2 separate regions of the Mus musculus genome follow, and region 2 is linked to region 1. Evidence: chromatin contacts called from public promoter capture Hi-C data. All regions are on one chromosome and are shown on one strand. The core of a region is the stretch at or near the end of the contact, and the rest is flanking DNA. Distances in the headings are between cores, read along the strand shown. Region 1 holds the start of Dis3l2 (DIS3 like 3'-5' exoribonuclease 2). Region 2 holds the start of Dnajb3 (DnaJ heat shock protein family (Hsp40) member B3).

The links. Promoter capture Hi-C pulls out the DNA fragments that hold promoters and counts their contacts.
Region 2: a promoter capture Hi-C map of embryonic stem cells shows a contact between it and region 1, with 5 times the contacts expected there. The contact joins the promoter of Dnajb3 here to the promoter of Dis3l2 in region 1. A contact is called at or near these places in 3 of 39 promoter capture datasets (the C10 cell line, embryonic stem cells and pre-B cells).

Annotation. Positions count from the first base shown.
Region 1 is chr1:86,701,925-86,705,301 of GRCm38.p6, forward strand. Dis3l2 (DIS3 like 3'-5' exoribonuclease 2) reads left to right here and starts at 1,880. Exons shown (of 21, transcript NM_153530.2): 1 at 1,880-1,947.
Region 2 is chr1:88,203,842-88,207,218 of GRCm38.p6, forward strand. Dnajb3 (DnaJ heat shock protein family (Hsp40) member B3) reads right to left here and starts at 1,907. Exons shown (of 1, transcript NM_008299.3): 1 at 891-1,907. The coding sequence starts at 1,837. The coding sequence ends at 1,109. The region is part of intron 1 of Ugt1a10 (UDP glycosyltransferase 1 family, polypeptide A10); the gene reads left to right. The region is part of intron 1 of Ugt1a9 (UDP glucuronosyltransferase 1 family, polypeptide A9); the gene reads left to right. All of the region lies in intron 1 of Ugt1a8 (UDP glucuronosyltransferase 1 family, polypeptide A8), which reads left to right. It also overlaps Ugt1a7c, Ugt1a6b, Ugt1a6a, Ugt1a5 and Ugt1a2.

The DNA.
Region 1 (3,377 bases), core at 630-3,129:
CATCTAGTCTCCATGAATGGAACAGTCTCCTTGTAATAGATTCTAGAGTCCGTATTTGTATTTTCTGTCTTTCGGGAATATGGCGAGCAGATTCCTGATGATCAGTCAGGAAGTGGCTCACATCAGACACTGACAAGGGTCTGTGACTTAATTTTGGCTTTCCCAGCCTCTGCTCACAGACCACTCAGTCTCTGGTATTTCGTTTCTGCAGTGAGAATAGATTAAGATAGCTCTCTTGACTATATCGTTCCTGTATTCTTCAGCCACACATTTAAAACCGTTTACTTGGTTTACTTTCATAGACAGCTGGTTAAACCAATTGTGAAAAGACTCACAGTTTTTCACAGGAAATCATTATTTCTAAATCCTTTGGAAGAGCTTAAGGGCACCCTTGTTCTAGGAGGATTATACATGGACCAGAAAGGCATGTGGAGCAAGGCTCTTAGCCCCCATCCACTACAAAGTGTGCTGTGGACTTCCTTCAGCTCACATGAGGAAGACAGGCTCACTAGACTTAGGAGTCATGGTAGTACATGCACTCAGCCTTCACACCAGATGTTCAGTCAAAATGTGGTCTTAGACACTAATGATCTTGACTCTCCTTCCTTTGTCCTTGCCATTCTATTCTTGAGTTTATTTTTGGTTTTCTTAGCTCACCTCCCATTTCTGCCCCCCACCCATACCCCATTTGTTTGTTTGTTTGTTTTTCCAATCCTTTGTTCTTTGTCTCTACTGGATTTCCCCATCCCTGTTTCCACTATCCTGCTTACTAGTCACAGAATCCCCAAACCTCTGCCATTTATTCTCTGCAGTTAGAACAGGCAAGGTTTGCTTACACGCAAGTTTGTCTAAGGGTTCTGAAAGGATCTGAGGAGGAGCGAGAAAAAATAAAATAAAATAAGAATCCGCAGGCTCATTCCTTAAGCAAGCATGGAAGTTATACCAAGGTGGGGCTTCTTAAAGCAGGAAGAAATCCAGAAGTTTCCCATATCTTCTTTTCTTGACGCTACATGGAGAAAAACGAAGCTGCCTCCTTCACACGTAGACAGCTGGTTAAACCAATCATGAAAAGACTCACAGTCCAATGAAGTGCACTCCACTCCCTACTTTGACATTGTAGTATTGAATTTTGATTATTCTACTGGCATCACTGAACACATGATCTCCACAACAGTTGGCAGCTGTGACCAGCTCCTCACTAACTTTTTTTGTTTGTTTGTTTCCTTTTCATACTTCCCAGGACGCTCTTTGGGTTTCCTTCTCTGTGGTTCAGAGTCCTCATGTTTTCAATTTTTGATCCATTTGCCTATCAGGCCATGCTGCCTTCCTGCAGCCTTAACACCACATTGCAGGTATTCCATGGCTTGACCCACTTTCTCTCCCCCTCCACTTGGTTGAGGTTTCTTTGCTCTTCTCTTCTTTTGCCTAGGCTAGCCTTTCTCGCACAGGCTTTATAGCTTCCTTCGCTCATCTGAGCTAGCTGGACACTGTCACCTCTCTGGTTACCAGCCTGCGCGTGCCAACAATGCACCTAGTCCTGTACAGGTGTCCAGTGAAGGAGTGATGGGCCAATGCTTGGATGAATAAAGACTTGGTAACTAGGAAGGTGGTGGCGTTGGTGCTGAGAGCATCCAAAAGTCAGGTGGAACCTGCAACGTGACAACGGCTGGGTGGTGGGTTTAGGATCCAGATAGCGCGAGAGGGACCCCAGTCAGAAAGGCTGCTGTCGCTAAGGCGGGAGCCGCCCACGCGGGATGAGCCTCGTACCGCCCCTCATTCAATCCCGTGGTCCTGCAGCGACCACCGCCTCCACCGCCCACTAGCCCCGCGCTTCGCTCTTGGCTCAACCCGGCCACCGTCGCTCTCGGAACGCTCGCTCGTGACCCGGAAGCGCATTCTCCCTAGCAACTGCGGGTCTGCGGCGCCGCCGGCCTCCCGGGAGCGACGGTGAGGCTCCTGCCCCCTCCCCCTGCGCACGCCCCGGCCGTCCGGCCTGGCCTTCCCTCCGCGCCGCGTTTCGCGGCCGGGACCGTGCGTCCTAGCCTCACGGGGCGCCCGACCGCGGCGCCTCTGGTCGCCTTCCGCCGGCCCCGACCCGGCCTCAGGCTCCTCACGCCCCGTGGGCCCTAACTTTTTATATTTCAGTTCAGTGCGAGAGGAGGGAGAGGGGACTGGAGTCGGTGTCTGGGAAGCCGCGACTTTCCGAGGCTTGGGGCACCTGGGGACGTGTTCTCTCGTGGGTCCTGATGGAGGCTGATAGGCTTGTGGTGCCTCCGGAGTGATGAGCGGCAGCGCTTGCTGATCACCCGAGCTTTCCAAAGTGATATAGACTTTATCAGGTGTCTATACGCTTTGAACCGAGCATTTATTTCCCCGGGAGTTAGCTTTGCAGTTAGGAATGAGCTGTGGACAGTATATTGTATTTTAGCTGTTGTGGTGTCCAGTTTTATACAGAAGGGACGTCCTGGGACCTGACTAATCTTGGGAAAGATTGCAAGTAAAATTTACTCCGTTAAATAGGGCCAGGTGTAAATATATCTCTGATTTACACTTCAAAAGATAACAGTGGCACCGAAAACCTCTTTTGAGTTTGGACAAGTGACACCAAAAAGACCTTAGACATTGCTGTTCTTAATAGAATGATGGCGTGAAAACATAGCTGTGAACAATTTGCAGAATTATTTAGGAATAAAATTCAGGAGCCTTTTGAGATTCATCATTGAAAATGGTATCATTTAGTTTCAGTACTAAGCACCTGTAGTGTTAATGCACTTGAAATAAGTTTTAGAAGACATACGAGGTTGTACACATTCCACCATTGGGAAAACAAGAAGATGACATATGATTAAATACAATCTATGTGGTAGGTATTCAGTGCTGTGTAGTAGGTTAGGGGGTGGGACTTTTAGGAACATAGTTGATTTGCCTCTAAAGGATAGATACACTATGTATTGGAGGGAACTGAGCGAATGAAATAATTTTGTAAATAATATTCTTTAGGGCTTGGGAAACGTTTTCACGTGGTTTAGTTCTTATTTAAAAAATTAAAGTCACTCTGATCCTGATCCATTTCTTTAAGAACACACCATGTTCTTACCCCGTCTAGATCTTTTGCTTCTGCAGTCAGTCTTATTTTTATGTAAAACACAACAGTTTAAGCAGAGTTACTGTTTAATACGTGAGACTTAAGAGTCTTGTGGAAATTTTGCTCTTTGACTGATATTCTTTATTTTTGAGTGTTTAATGTGTAGCAGGCGCTGTGTCAGGAGACAGCAAAAACAATGGTTACTCAGCAACCAATTACTATGTTTTATCTATGGTATGACCCCCCAACCCTGTGTGTGTGTGTGTGTGTGTGTGTGTGTGTGTGTGTGTGT
Region 2 (3,377 bases), core at 657-3,156, 1.5 Mb after region 1:
CTGAGGACTATCTCACACACCAGACCTTTAGGTTTCTGGGGATTCTGGGGATGCTTGCCTAGTAAGCACTGAAAACCCTAGGCCATTTCGTGTAGTCTGAATTTATGATAATGTGCTTAGGTCCTATGACCTCTTTGGAGAGAATTACAAAGCATGGCATCTAAAACCTATTCCGATCCATTTTGCTTCCATGCCTTATGAAGTCTTCCTAAATAACACTGAAGTGAGGTAGATTATTCTGTGTTGTATTCTCTAAAGGCAACATCTTCTGCGAGGTCTAGGAAGCACCCAACTGTGGTATAGAATGGACTCTATTGCATATATATATACAACCAAGGAGCTTGTATATCCTTCAAAAGGCACTTCTCACTTCCAGCATCTTCCACTGTTGTAGAACAAACTTAGGCACTAACCAGCCAAATGTTGAGACCTTGACTGATAAACATAACCCCAAACCTTCAGAGAGAGCACTATCCTAGGAATCCTCCTTTTTGCCCATTGAAGTGAATTTCAGACTTCTACAAAACATGGGAAGAATAAGTGTGATATACACACTACCAAGTTCGTGGTAATTTGTTGCAGCAATAACAAGAATATACTTAAGTCTACTTTCTTCAGTTTAGCTGCTTAGTTTTAGCCTTTCATTTAAACAGTAGTCAACTGTTCCTATGTCAGCATGACTTTAGGTAAACTAAAAGCCACTCTTTTCAACTTAGCTATCTTAAACGAAAGACTCAATATATGCCCATCTTTCACCTTGGTGCGCATGTGGGGAAGTGGAGCTATAAAGTTCAAGGAAAGCTCTGAGTCGAATGTTCAACAAAATGGAGATTGTGTGGTTTTAGGTGTTGTGAACAGTGTTTCCTAGCACTAGAACATAACAGTGGTCTGCCTCAGGATTAAGTTTAATAAGTGCCAAAGGCATACAGATATTTACAACAGGCATAAAGACCAAGAGAGATCCTATCCCTGCGATCCCAACAATAACAAGAGGCACCGACATGAGCTGCATATAATGTCTGGAATACAGTTGTTCTGAAAGTAGAGTTCCCTTGAAAACGCGTTTAAACAAAAAAGTCCTGATAGTCCTTAAAAGACACTTTAGTCTTTACTGAGTATTGATGCGAAGCAGCTGCTCTTTGCCATTAATTATCAGGGACTTTAACTCTCCATCTTCTTCCACTTCCACCCTTTCTTGACCATTCTCAACGATTCTCTTGGTGGTGATTTTTTTGCCATTAATTATTTCGGTGGAGGTTGACACCGACTTGTAGTTGCCTGCCGCCCCACCGCCGCAAGACATGGAGAAAGAAGAAAGGCCCGAGTTTCCTGGAGAACCGAAGGATGTGAATCCAGTATCTAACGAAGCGAAGCCACCCCCAAATCCTGGGAATTCGGTAAAGGAGGTAGAGAAGGGTACAGCCCCTCGGCTTCTGCTTCCACGGGTGCTCCTCCGATCCCCAAAAAAGTTCTCAAGGGGGTCTCCCCCGAAGAAGTCGAAGGAGAAAGGGTCGTGGCCCCCGAAGAACTCCCTGAAGACCTCCGCGGGGTCTCGGAAGGAGAAGACGTACTGGAAGGCATCGTGGAACGGGCTGCCCGCCGCGCCGCCTCCGCCCACCTCGCCCACTTCGCCGCAGCGGTCGTACACCTCGCGCTTGCGGACGTCCGATAAGACCTCGTAGGCCTGCGCCACCTGCTTGAACCGCCTCTCGGCCTCCTCCTTGTGCTCGGGGTTCTTGTCCGGGTGCCACTTGAGCGCAAGCTTGCGGTACGCCTTGCGGATGGCCTCGGCTGAGGCCTGCCGCGGCACGCCCAGCACCTCGTAGTAGTCCACCATGGCGGCTGGCCGGCCCGCGGCCTCGGCGCTGGAGCGGCGGTGGCAGCTGCTGAACGCCCGCCTACCGGCCGGCGCCACACTCCCTTGTGACGCAAACGTCTCTCATTGGCGGAGGCGGGCGGTGCCTCAGCCTATCAGAATGGAGGGCCCAGGGATCCGTTGTGCTCCCAGAGATGCTCAGTGACGCTTAAAGACAGGACCGAGTCTAGTATCCTTGCAGTGGTGATTGGGTTGTCCTATGGTAGGGCGAACAAAGGACGACTTAGGGGAGAGAGGCTTTGACTCTGGCTGCTATAGAAAAGTACTATTTCACCCTTCCCCGCACCTTCGCCTTCTCTCTACCTCTCCTTTTTTTCACTCTTCTCCTTTCCCTCTTCTCCTGATGCTGCTCGCCCTTCTCTCCCCGGCTGTGTAGCTCAGACTGGCCTTAAACTTGCAGTAATGCCCTGCTGCCTCAGCATCGTGCATTGTGGCACAAGTGTGCCTCACAAAACTGGATTTTTTAAATGGATTTTTGTGCCCTGCCCCAAGCTGTCTTTTCGTCAGCCAGGCAGGAAATTAGGAAGGTTGTCAGGATTATGTTTTGTCTGACCCTGAGCCTGGTCTGAAGGACAGTGGCTTGTGAAGGACTCAGGTTCTTAAACATTTTTGGCCATAGGACATCCCCCCCCCTTTCATTTATATGGCTCTAAGAGAAAGTAAAGCAATGAAAAACATATCTATTAAATACACACTAGCATAAAACATGTTCTGAGAAAATAACTTCTTCAAAACAAAACTTCAGAAGGGTGATGTGTGTTTGTGTTCTTCAAATCACTCCAGCATTGGGCTTCATAGAGCTGGATTCTTCTGCAATCTATTTTGATCTCATAGAGTAACCTTTGGAAAACTCCACCATATGCCTATGAGAAAATTAGATCTTTAAAAGTTAATATTTCTGTTAATGGAAATAGTTTCAACCTTGTAACATTCCTCTGAAAGGTCCTTGGGGGATCTTCAGGGTTCTAGTTTATACTTGGAGAACCATTGTTGTTCTGAACAAAAATAATTGGAACTTGTGGCTGTTTTTGAAGCACCTTAGGTGAAATGTTCTTGTTGCCACTAATACTGTTGTAGTATGACTCTGGCCTTCCTTCTGCCTTTGCTTGACACTTGCTTTTATCCCCACTTTCTTGAGGGCTTTTTTTTAAAAAACAAACAAACAAAAACCACTGTATTACCTTATTTGATCAGTGGTGAGGCAACATGTATCTCTAAAGATTACTTAGTTCTAAAGGAAATGGTTAACCAGTAAATGTTTAAAGATTCTATCATGAAGGGTACTAGGTCTAATCAGAAATTCTAGTATGCCAGAACAGTCATTTGAGTTTATGTCACGCCCAGTGACTGAACTTGAACCTCTAGGCCTGGCACTTGGTAAACATGCAATAAACAGTAATAGAGTCCTCATTAGGAGGAAAGGGTAGATGGATTTGACTAATCAGGAGAGCCAAAGAGGAGGAAAACTCCTTTCAAAGTGACCCAGGGTCTAAGGAAGAGC